Regions from separate parts of the Mus musculus genome. Here all the other regions are linked to region 2. Evidence: chromatin contacts called from public capture Hi-C and promoter capture Hi-C data. All regions are on one chromosome and are shown on one strand. Each heading gives the region's core, a stretch centred on a gene start, on an enhancer-like site or on the middle of the called end of the contact. The rest is flanking DNA. Distances are from core to core; before and after follow the strand shown. Region 1 holds the start of Zfp2 (zinc finger protein 2). Region 2 holds the start of Platr20 (pluripotency associated transcript 20). Region 3 holds the start of Zfp454 (zinc finger protein 454). Region 4 holds the start of Grm6 (glutamate receptor, metabotropic 6).

Region 1 (2,700 bases), core at 113-2,612, 300 kb before region 2:
TATATGTGCACCTGTACCCATGCATACATGCAGCCATAGATACATACAAGTGAAATGTAGGTTTATATGACTATAGCAATATGCAACTTTTCTGTAGATTCATCTGTTTGTACAACAGATGCAAAAGTTAGGAATAAAATGGGCTGGAGTTTAGCATAAGGATATTATTTGAAGGAGGGTCTTCTCACTAAGTAGCCTTGGCTGGCCCAGACTCTGTGGAGCAGGTGGCCTCAAACTCATCCCCCTGCCTCTGTGGGATTCAAGGCACACACTACCACACCTAGCTTGCACCTCTCCAAAGCTTAAGAGGCTACTAGCAGCACTTCCAGTTGATGTGGGGCGTCAGTCACTCTTAACACCGCAACCATCTTTAGAAACTGCTACTTTTCTGGAAAGAATAAGACAGGAGATGCCCAAAGGTCTAATTATAACGTTGACCTAGAAATTTCACTACAAGGTTTTGTGGAAAGAGGCAATACAAAGAATGACATAACTGTACCATGTCCAATATTAAAATAAAAACAAAACACAACAAAAACAAAAAAGCCCAAAAGTCCAAAGGGAACCATTCGTGAAAATGACAGCTTTAACTGCTCTTAAAAATTAGTGTCTTAAGGCTATTCTCATCTCCATTGGGTGGTGGTTTAGATGCACTTCAAGCATCTTACAAAATGCCTTTTGTAACTCCATTTTTAAAGGTGAATGGAGGAAAGGCACTAACATCTTTTTTTTTTTTTTTGGAAGCAAAAGGTTTCTATTTATACATATAACACAATACATGGACTTTAGGACAAATTTCGAATGATTTCGCTCGTACATTTTTCTAGTTGACCAATAATGAACTTAAAGAAAGGGTGGGCACGTTCTTGCTTATTCAGGACTCATTTTACAAGCTCCTCCTTCGCAGGCAGAGGGCGGGTCCCCAGCAGCGGTGCACACAATGGCCAGAGCCCCGGACTGTGGTCCCGTGCCCTGCCAAGCTTCAGAGAGCGGGTCTACCACGCATTCATAGTGCATACCGAACCAGAGCTGCTCGGCCAGGTAGAGCTGGAGAGCAGTCGGGCGCGAATGACCCCGGGGTACGGGGGGATACCGAGCTGGGGGGTCTCGGTTAGGGTGTCCTGCGGCCTGGCGCGCGCGTGAGCTGCGCACCTGCGACTTCGTGCTCCTTGCGGACGAAGGATCACCTTTCTGTCTGGCCGGCTCTGCTCTTTTGGCACCAGAGCCCCGGGCTCCCAGTGGGAACGCCTCCGCCTCCCCGCCCGTGGACCACCCGCCCGAGGAAGCGCACTCACCACAGTCACTGAAGAAGCCAGAGGCTGGCGGCACAGGCAGCCGCACTGGGCGCGCGGGACTACATTTCCCACAAGACCATGAGCCCTCGACAGGGCTTCCAGTTGCGCAGGCGCAACCGCAGGGCTGCGGGCCAGCGATTGCTCCCCTAGTGCTCAGGCAAGGTTTGCCACCTTAAGCTTATTTTCTTAAAGAAACTGGTTCTAGAACCTTTTCCTTTCCTAAATTAAGAGAACCTTGGACACCCCCTTGCATGAGGTTAGGATGAGAGGTAAGCTACTAATGTAATGTAGATACTTCACGGCGCTCTGTGACCAGGTAGTAAATGATGCACTGGCTGGGTGAATTGTTACTGTGGAAAACCAGCCACCTCTGTGAGTGAAACTCGTGGGTGCTAAGGTAGTTTCGGCTGCATCCACGGCTTTGGAACTTGGAGAATATCTTAGGATAATTTCCATCCTATCTTAGGATAGAAAGATAGGTTACAAACTGTAATATTGGGTTCTTGTCTGGCCGCTTGTTTTTTAACGTTTTTTCTTTAAAATCTGACATCATGATACTTGAATACAGTGCACTGTGATCACATTCACCCCCAGCGACCCTCATTCATGTGCCCTTCTTTCACTGACCTCCATCCTTCCCAACTAGTCCTTCTTCTATACTTTTGGTCCTTTCCCCCTCGCTTCAGCCTGTAAAACTTCTATTCCATGCAACAAAGACTATGTTCCGAACCAAATGTCGGACGGGCATCTGGAGGCCACTTTTTGACGAGGCTCAAAAATCCTATTAGCCAAACGTGCGTGCCCAAATTCCTTTTATCCCACACCTTCCGCTTTTATCCCACACCTTCCGTCTTAGGTCTTTGACATTGTGTTTCTGCTCTGATGGGAGGATCTCCTGGGACTCGGAAGCTCAGGAACCACACAGCTCTGAGGTGGGACAATGTCCCAAAAGAAGGGCACCCTGAGACATGGGAGCTGAGGAACTAGATAGCTCTAAGAGGAAGCCTCCTCAGCAGAGGCGATGCAGCTACCAGGGCATGGCGTCCTCAGCGGAGCTCAGGAGCCTCAGTCCCTCTCCTTCTCATCGTTTCTTCTCTTCATTGCTTCTTTTCTTCTTCACTTCTGACCAGGCATAAGAATCTCATGAAAGAGATTTATTGGATGGACCAGGGTGTGAAGGGATGAATCCAGGGATGGCTGCTCTCTATCCTAGGGAACAGACAACAGGGAATTAGACAAAGTGGCAGTGCTTATATAGGATCTCTTAGGGGGCGGGGCTTTCCAGGGCAGAGATTTCCAGAGTGATGATTGGTGGGATTTCAAGTCCTGAATTTGGGGAGCTCAGGGATTAGTGGATTTTCTGCTCAAGGATTGATGTTTTGTCTGTGTGTCTGTGTGTGTGTGG
Region 2 (2,700 bases), core at 26-2,525:
TACCTCCATTCCAGCCTTTAATTTTTCAGTCTTTCCTTCTCTAAGTCTGCTTTATTTTCATCTCTCTTAAACAGGATATCTAAAATTGCCATCATTACTGAAAGTGTAATTATTTGTATGCTGATGATCGTATCAAAATTATATGGAATCCAGATGCCCTGTGTTGTTGTGTTTTCCATTTCTTAACACAGAATTTTTTTCTTTTTCAATCTCTAACTCTCTCCTTCCCAAAGAGATTTTATTTTATTAATTTTTAAATTATTTTTTTCTTTTCTTTCTTTAGCACTGAAGCATAATTCCAAATATTTTTTTTACCTGTTCAAGGGCTTCTGTCTGGGCTTAGATAGGTATCTTCCGCGTGTTGTCTCTGTTGAGCTGTTCGGCGGCTTGCACCTCCCACTGAGGGTAACCCTGTTCCAGACATTCAGCTCCCAGTCAAGCCCGCTGTTGGCCCCGCCCCAGCCCTTAAGCCCACAAGGAATAGTTGGACCCCCTGTTCAGCTCAGTCTAACAGTTTACTGGAAGAGCCGAGGCTTCTGGGCTTTGGAGTGCAGGGACCTGATCTGTTCGCTTTGCCAGTAGCTCACAGAGTGTGTAGGATGGGGTGCCTGCCTGTCCTGGGCCCACATGTGTAAGCCCCCGGGGCTGCTTGCTCAGACCTCTGTTAGCACCAAGACTCTCACTGGAGTAGTGTGGGCTGACTTCAGCCTTTCCACTGTTGAAGCTATGAGCAGAGACGAAGCCTGCCACGCAACATAGTCAGATTGTGCGTGTGGCTGTGCCTTGGGGATGGGGTGGGTGGTGGCTGTGGTGTGCTAAGTGTGGCTAAGTATGTGCATGCACCCCGAGTGGCCTGGCTCCCAGGTGTCTGTCTAAAGCTGCTCTGACCTTCTCTGCCCCGAGGCTCTGATAGTGGATCTGGTTTTTCTGCTCAGTGAGGGCTTCTTAAAGAAGCACTCGGCCTCTGGCGGTCTCCTGCTTCTTCCCTGCTCTTTGGCTAGGAAGCCGCCTTCACCCAGGACTTTCCCCAGGCTCTAAGCTTGGATTTTCTTCCGCACATTGAGCACCAAACGCAACTGTGGGTCTTTCTCTATGTCCACCTCAGTTCCCAAATAATGGCATAAAGGCTCATATTTACTTACAATACTTTTGGTCTTAGCTTAGGCTTGCTCCTAACTAGCTCGTAACTCCATTAGCCCATTTATACTAAGTTCTGCCTAGTTACCTCCTCGGTTACATACGTCCAACTTTCTCCGCATCACAGTAGCAAATCTCCCGCCCGTCTCTCTTTCCCAGAGTTCCCCTCTCTGTCCGGAAGTCCCACCTTACTATTCTTAGTCTGCCTTTTGCTATAGGCCATAGGCTTTTTATTTTAACCAATCGGAAGGTGCCTTAGGCAGGCAAGGAAGGACAGAGACACATCTTCACACAGTGTACAAAACAACACTCCAACAAGACAGGGTGGTGCATGCCTTTAATCCGGGCACTCCTGTGACAGAGGTAGGTGAATCTCTGTGAGTTGCCCGCCAACTTGGTCTACATAGCGAGATCTAGGACAGCCAGGATTATGAGGTGAGACCCTGTCTCATCCCATATCTTAAATAAGCCAGCCCCGCCACAAAACCTCTGACCTACAATGTGTCCTGCTTGCAAGATGTGCTGGGGTAATGGCGGTACTGAATTTGTGAGAGTAGAAAGCAATGTCTGATTTAACTTGAGGCTTACCTACTCCGTGAGCGGGCGGGCGCCCTTGCCTGACACTTCTTGGAAGGCCAGAAAATGGAAACTGAATAGTCCAGAGATCTAGAGTAGAACCAAACACGACTAGTCTTTTTTTAAAAAATGATTCCTAATGATATTTTACTGTGATTAGAGATTAGTGACTTGTCCCGTTGTCATCAGAGAGGCTTCCTCCAGCAGTACATGGGAGCAAATGCAGAGATCCACAGTTAAGACTTTATGTGGAGAGAGTCTAAACTGGAGTCCGCCGGAGCTCCGGAAATTCCATGTAAGAGGTGGCGGAAAGACCTTGGGAGTCAGAGGGGCTAAAGGACACCAGGAGAATATGACCCACCAAATCAACTAAGCAGGACACATATGGTTTACAGAAACTAAAGCAAGCACCGGACCTACAGAAATCTGTATCCGGTCCTCTGCATATATGTTGTGGCGGTTAGCTTGTTGTTCTTGTGGAACTCCTAACTGTGGGAGTGGGTGTGTCTTTGACACTTTGGACTGCACTTAGGACAATTTATTTTTCCCCTCTTAGGTTGCCTTGTCTAGACTCGGTTGAGGGCTTTTTCTTTGTCCTATGGTATTTTCTTTTTGTGTGTACAATTGGTTGTGGTCTCTTGGAAGCCTGCTCTTTTAAGAAGGGATGTTGAGGGGGAGTGGATCCAGAGGGGAGGGGAGTGGGGTAGATGGTAGGCATGGTGGGAAGAGAAATGTTGGTGGGATATAGTGTATGAGAGAAGAATCTATTTTTAATGAAAAGAAGAAGAACCCAACTCGCGGGATTAGTTCCGTCCAGATCCTCATTCTCTTTATAATCCTGCTACTTAATGCCTTCGGCCCTTGGCTTCCCTCTCTCCCTTCCTCCTGCTCTTCCCTCTCCTCCACTGCTCTCCTGAGTTCCCCCTCTCTCCGGGCTCCACTCTCTGGTTCTCATCTCCTCTCTGTTTTTCTCCTAGCCAGATCTAG
Region 3 (2,700 bases), core at 10-2,509, 330 kb before region 2:
TGTGGTGGGAGGGAGCAGCTGGGGTCTTTGGGGGTGGCTGGAAAGGAAGCTTCTGGTTAGAGCAATGAATGAAGTCAAGGACACAACTGGGGATACAGGGGGACAACACTGGACAGTGATGACTCACCTGGACCAGGGCCGGGAGCTGGCTGACAGCCATTCCTTTTCTCTGGTGAGCTGAGGAGCATTGAGTAGGAAGGAGGCAGGGGAGGAGCTTTACAATTGCTGGGGTTCTCTGGCTAGAAGCATCTGCACTCCTGTAATGAGAGGGCCGGGTCAAAGGTCACAGGGATGCGCCTCACCATTCACATCCTGGCTCACTTTGTTCTTTTGCTCCCAGTGCATACTCCCTCTGAAGGTAGCTGTCCTCACCCAATCTGTAAAGTGACTTCTCCCCATGCCAGCTCTCCTTCGCATCTTTCCTTTAGTCAGATCCTGCATGCCTTCCCGTTTGTGTGGCTTTGGCTTTCCCCTGCAGAAAGCTTGCCCGGCCCAGTCCTCAAACTCTACCCATTCTCTGTCCCTTCCCCTGCAGCTATGCTTTGGCGTCTTAAGACAGCCTTTCCTCCTGGGACAGCTCTATCCCAACTAGAGGGAAGGAGGAGGCAAAGAGGTGACTTTTTCCTGAAAGGGAAGGGGAGTTAAACCGGCCAGATCTCTCTCTCTCTCTCTCTCTCTCTCTCTCTCTCTCTCTCTCTCTCTCTCTCTGTGTGTGTGTGTGTGGGGGGGGGGCTGTTTCGTGTTTCGGATGGGACAGTGTAGGGAGCGGGTTTCCGGGAGAAGAAATCATTCACATAAGTCACCCTCCACAGTTTCGTCAAGTGCAGGGGCTGCAGTGAAGGTGTCCCTTTCTCAAGTTCCTCAGAGAGAACTTGGAGCCACGCCGGGAATATAACCAGCAGCTGTATGCAACTGTATTTGTGAGTTTGCAGCAAGATGAGCTAGAGGTCCTGACCAACCCTTCTCAACGTGCAATCAGGTTCGGATCCCTTAGCTCGACTACAAAACAGTTCTGCTGGTCCCTTCCATGTGTGGAATCAAATCTCAGTACATGCGCTTCAAAGTTAAGGACGTGGGATCCACGCCTTTCAAAACGGACCACAACCCACCCTTAGTCTACGTACCCTCTGTTCTCAACTCCCAGACCTGACCTTCAGTCTCTGGACACTGCAGATCACCGTGGGGCTTCCCTTAGAAGCTTGTCCACTGCAGAGCATAGCCTCGACAGAGTAGTCAGGACACAATGAGCTGGAGCCTGCTGCTTGACGCGGAGCCGCGCCTGCGCGTTTGTCCAGGAGCCGGGAAGCCTAATTCCCACAAATCTCTCTGCTGCAGCGCTTAGATTTTTGGACTCCTTTTCTCAGAGGGAGACCAGGAGCAAAAAGCGATAAAGCGCGCCTGCGCCTAGTCACTTTGTGGCCGAAACTACAATTCCCAGAAGGCTCTGCGGTGCACTAGCCTATCGCTGGGCAGACAAGTGGTCTAGTCTTGTGGAGACCAGCAGTGAAAAAAGGTCCAGGATGCTGTTATCAAGGTTACTAGACTCTAGGATCTGCAAGCAAAGCCAGAGAACATCCAGGAACGTCGTAATAGCGCCTAACGACAGAGAAAGGTCTTGAAAGACAGTCAGTACCAAGCTCTCAAAAATGCTACAGCCTCTGTTGGAGCTGGACTGGAGAGGCATGATAGACCTTGAGTGCAGTGAGGGTTTGGGTAGCAGGATTACCGGAGGGGGGTGCGGGGGGGGGGAAGGACGATGGCCCTGGAAGTCTCTGCAGAGTAAACAAGTGTCTCTGGGAGCACGGGATAGTATATAGAGAAGCTTGGATTTACTTCTGGTGACTGTATTTTGCTGGGGCCTGTGAGTATCGAGTAATGTACCAGAATCTTTCCCTGAAGATGTCTAGTTGCCTTTGGATATGTAGTAAGTATTCATGGAGGAACTTTCTTATTGGGAGAAAAGTGAAACAAATTCAATTAAAAAAATATGATTTGAGATTGACACTTCTGGGATTGCTGGCCACCCTTTAGGATACAATGTCAGTGGCTCTGTCCTGGGCTTTAAAGATGTCATTCTCTCACTTAGGGCACACACATATAGGTTAAGGCATAGAGCAGAGAGTGTTGAAACAGAGTGACTCCTGCACTGCAGTTTTTGTGTGACTAGGGAAGGTGGTCCATCAAACAGAAAATATTCATTAGGAGTGAATGAAAGGACAGGAATGCTGAGTTAGGGGTTTCAGAGTGAGAAGGGGCAGGGTGTTTGGGAGATTTTACTGTCCCAGGAAGAGCTCCCCACAAAGAATTTGGCTTAGGATATTTGATGCTTAGCAAGACCAGCATGTTCACCAGGAACAAGGAAAGAAAAAAGGGCTCAAGATGACATTGTGTGTGACTCTGAGGTTCTGACCCCATGGTAAAAATGTGGATTTATTTTGTGTGTGAAAGGAAAGCAATGGAAGTTCCAAGTGGACAGATGAACTTATCTGTGCAGACTATGGTCAGTTCTGGGCAGGACAGATTCAGGGTGAAAACTAGGGATGGTCGTAGGACAGTGACTTAGCATTTGTTGGCTTGCTTCCTAACAATCAAAACTCATCCAAAACAACAGCAAAATAAATTAAAAACCCAGACTATGGTGTAGTTGAGGGAGAGAAAGGACAGTAGACTTGGAGTTTTCTGCAACAGTCAGTGTGTGGC
Region 4 (2,700 bases), core at 100-2,599, 370 kb before region 2:
GACAGACCAAGTAGATCCATCAAGGTCTGTTTATTGAGAGTAAGGTTACAGAATATAAGCGGCAAGGAGGAAGGAAGTAAAGAGGGAGAAACTTGCCCGTGCCTCAGCCCGCAGGCAGGGGTGGTTCTGCACAACTGCCCGGGAAGGTGCTATCTACTCTTAGCTCAGGGGACATTCTGTGTTTTTTCACAGAAAGTTTGCAGATACTATTATCTGCCCTTGATGTTGTGTCAGCTGTCATTTCAAAAGGTCGGAAGTCTCTCCTCCAGGAGGGAGCGGAACTTTGGCTTATGACTCAGTGTCAGTCCCCAACATCTCTCAAAAGGTCCGAAGTTTCTCACGAAGGAAGGGGAGCTTTGGCTTATGGCTCAATGCCGGTCTCCAACACAGAGAGAGAAGAGAAGGAACAGAAGGAAGAGAGAAAGAGACCAAAATGTCTGGATCACATAGGGAAGAACCTCTGGGAAAAAGGCAGCCCAGCCCCTGGGCTGGAAAGTTCAGGGTGGGAGGCAGGGTATGTCAGGTAGGGACTGGGGGATGCTGGGAGATCCCTGAAGTCAGGTCTGCTTTGATATGCAAACTATGCACCTTGTCCCGGTCCCAAACCAAAAGGGAGAGAACTAACTCTGGCGTGAGAGGGCATGTGCCGCATATCACACACACACACACACACACACACACACACACACACACACACACACACACACACAAAACCATGCACGCTCGCACACGATAGATAATACATACACCAATATCTGAAAAGAGAAAAGGTTCTAGTGGTCAGGACAGAGAATGAAAACGGCAGGAAGGCAAGAAAGTTTGAGAACGTAGGGGGTGGGGTAGGGAGACACTACGAGTGGAATAAGCCACGTTTGGAGAACGTCTAGGCAGATACAGAAATGCAGAACACAGAGAGACCGAGACCAGAGCAGCGTCAGACCGGCTGCAAGGCTCTTGTTAGGGGCTTTAGAAACACCTGTGTGCTCTCCCGGAAGCCTGGTGCAGTCAGAGAGGAAGCTTGCTTCCCAGACAGAGATGACACAGTTTCACAACCTGTCAGACCACCTTGCAGGAGAGACTGAACCCCAGCAACCAGAACCACTTGGCTATGCATGTCCTTTTCTGTTTAAACCTAAGTCTCTGAAGACCGACCAGGGGAGTCCCTGGACTTCTTTGTTCCTCTTCTCGGGGTGGCGGGACTGATTGTGTAAATCTCTTATCTCCAACTTTCACTCTTATCTGTCTCTTTAATCGGCATATTGAGGATGAGTGGCCAAGCTTATTGGTGTTGCTGGGTCAGACAATTTAAAGGCAGTCTAGGGGAGAAGCAGACCCAGGGAGTCAGAGAGGCAGAGAGAGAAGAGAGCCCTTCCTCCACTCTCAAGCTCTGGAGGGGGTCTCTGCCCTCACCCTCATCCCTCCCCAGAATCCTTAAATCCTCTAGACTGTAGCTCTGATTTTACAGCTGTCACAGACTCGTCCTACTAGCCAGAGGTTGGCTCAGGTAAGCACCACTGGGGAGGTAGCCTAGGGTGCGCTGGGGTGGGTCCAGAGGAAGAGCTGCCCAGAACTGTGGGGGAAGGAGCGGGACCGACCATCAACAGGGGGACTTTTCAGGGAGAATGAGAGCAATCCTCTGGAGGCCTGGGAGAGGCTGCTGAGTTGCTGGTGCGCGAGTCACCAACTTTTCCTGCGCTCTCGGTGTCCGGCCAGAATCCCGAAGTGGCAGCTGAGCACGGGGTGGCAGCTTCGTCCGCCGGCTCTCAAGGCGTCCCGGTAACTTCCTTTCCCGCAGTCCAGGAGCAGATGGGGCGGCTCCGAGTGCTGCTGCTGTGGCTAGCCTGGTGGCTGTCGCAGGCGGGCATAGCTCACGGTGCGGGCTCGGTGCGCCTGGCAGGCGGCCTGACGCTGGGCGGCCTCTTCCCGGTGCACGCCCGGGGCGCCGCAGGGCGTGCGTGCGGGACGCTGAAGAAGGAGCAGGGAGTGCACCGGCTGGAGGCGATGCTCTACGCGCTGGACCGCATCAACGCCGACCCGGAGCTCCTGCCCGGTGTGCGACTAGGCGCGCGGCTGCTCGACACCTGCTCGCGGGACACCTACGCTCTGGAGCAGGCGCTGAGCTTCGTGCAGGCGCTCATCCGAGGCCGCGGAGACGGCGAAGAGGCCAGCGTGCGCTGCCCTGGGGGCGTCCCCCCGCTGCGCGCCGCGCCTCCTGAACGCGTCGTGGCGGTGGTGGGCGCCTCAGCTAGCTCCGTGTCCATCATGGTCGCCAATGTCTTGCGCCTGTTTGCGGTGAGGGCGGGCGTCTGTCACCCGTCGTCCCTCCCAGGTGGTCGATACCTTTACTAACTTCTGGAAGAATCTGTTTCAATCTCTCCCAATCATCCAGATTAAAAAGGTTTTGTCCACAGAGGCAGATCAATTTTCCCAGCTTGGTTGGTCTGGCATCTTTGTGTGAAGGGTACCCCTTTCTCCAGAAGTCTGTGTCCTGACAAGGTTGGCTAAGGGCAGATTGAACCTAGACCCACTTGTCCACCCATTCAGGTTCTGCTGACACCTTGTTCAATCTTGCAAGGTGCTTCCTCTCGTGAGCACCTGTAGGTGACAAAGATATTTAGATTTCAGGGGAACTAGGCCCTTCTTTAGAAGTCCTTAGAAGTGGCCCTGAGCTATCCCTGAAAGCAGAGTACTGAAGGGGGG

The links. Promoter capture Hi-C pulls out the DNA fragments that hold promoters and counts their contacts. Capture Hi-C pulls out chosen DNA fragments and counts their contacts.
Region 1: a capture Hi-C map of embryonic stem cells shows a contact between it and region 2, with 3 times the contacts expected there. The contact joins the promoter of Zfp2 here to the promoter of Platr20 in region 2. A contact is called at or near these places in 2 of 39 promoter capture datasets (cranial neural crest and embryonic stem cells), 3 of 115 datasets of contacts at active chromatin or transcription factors (embryonic stem cells and stem cell-derived neural progenitor cells) and 2 of 9 other capture datasets (adipose tissue and embryonic stem cells).
Region 3: a capture Hi-C map of embryonic stem cells shows a contact between it and region 2, with 3 times the contacts expected there. The contact joins the promoter of Zfp454 here to the promoter of Platr20 in region 2. A contact is called at or near these places in 1 of 39 promoter capture datasets (cranial neural crest), 1 of 115 datasets of contacts at active chromatin or transcription factors (embryonic stem cells) and 1 of 9 other capture datasets (embryonic stem cells).
Region 4: a promoter capture Hi-C map of embryonic stem cells shows a contact between it and region 2, with 4 times the contacts expected there. The contact joins the promoter of Grm6 here to the promoter of Platr20 in region 2. A contact is called at or near these places in 7 of 39 promoter capture datasets (cranial neural crest, embryonic stem cells, hippocampal neurons and 3 more).

The regions. Positions count from the first base shown.
Region 1 is chr11:50,914,814-50,917,513 of GRCm38.p6, forward strand. It overlaps Zfp2 (zinc finger protein 2), which reads right to left and starts at 1,363. Exons shown (of 6, transcript NM_001044698.2): 1 at 1,296-1,363.
Region 2 is chr11:51,219,143-51,221,842 of GRCm38.p6, forward strand. It overlaps Platr20 (pluripotency associated transcript 20), which reads right to left and starts at 1,276. Exons shown (of 5, transcript NR_110444.1): 1 at 1,226-1,276; 2 at 316-411. Gm12569 (predicted gene 12569) reads left to right here and starts at 1,429. Exons shown (of 6, transcript NM_001378502.1): 1 at 1,429-1,500.
Region 3 is chr11:50,886,242-50,888,941 of GRCm38.p6, forward strand. It overlaps Zfp454 (zinc finger protein 454), which reads right to left and starts at 1,260. Exons shown (of 6, transcript NM_172794.3): 1 at 1,125-1,260; 2 at 128-257. The coding sequence starts at 160.
Region 4 is chr11:50,849,336-50,852,035 of GRCm38.p6, forward strand. It overlaps Grm6 (glutamate receptor, metabotropic 6), which reads left to right and starts at 1,350. Exons shown (of 11, transcript NM_173372.2): 1 at 1,350-1,504; 2 at 1,796-2,292. The coding sequence starts at 1,807.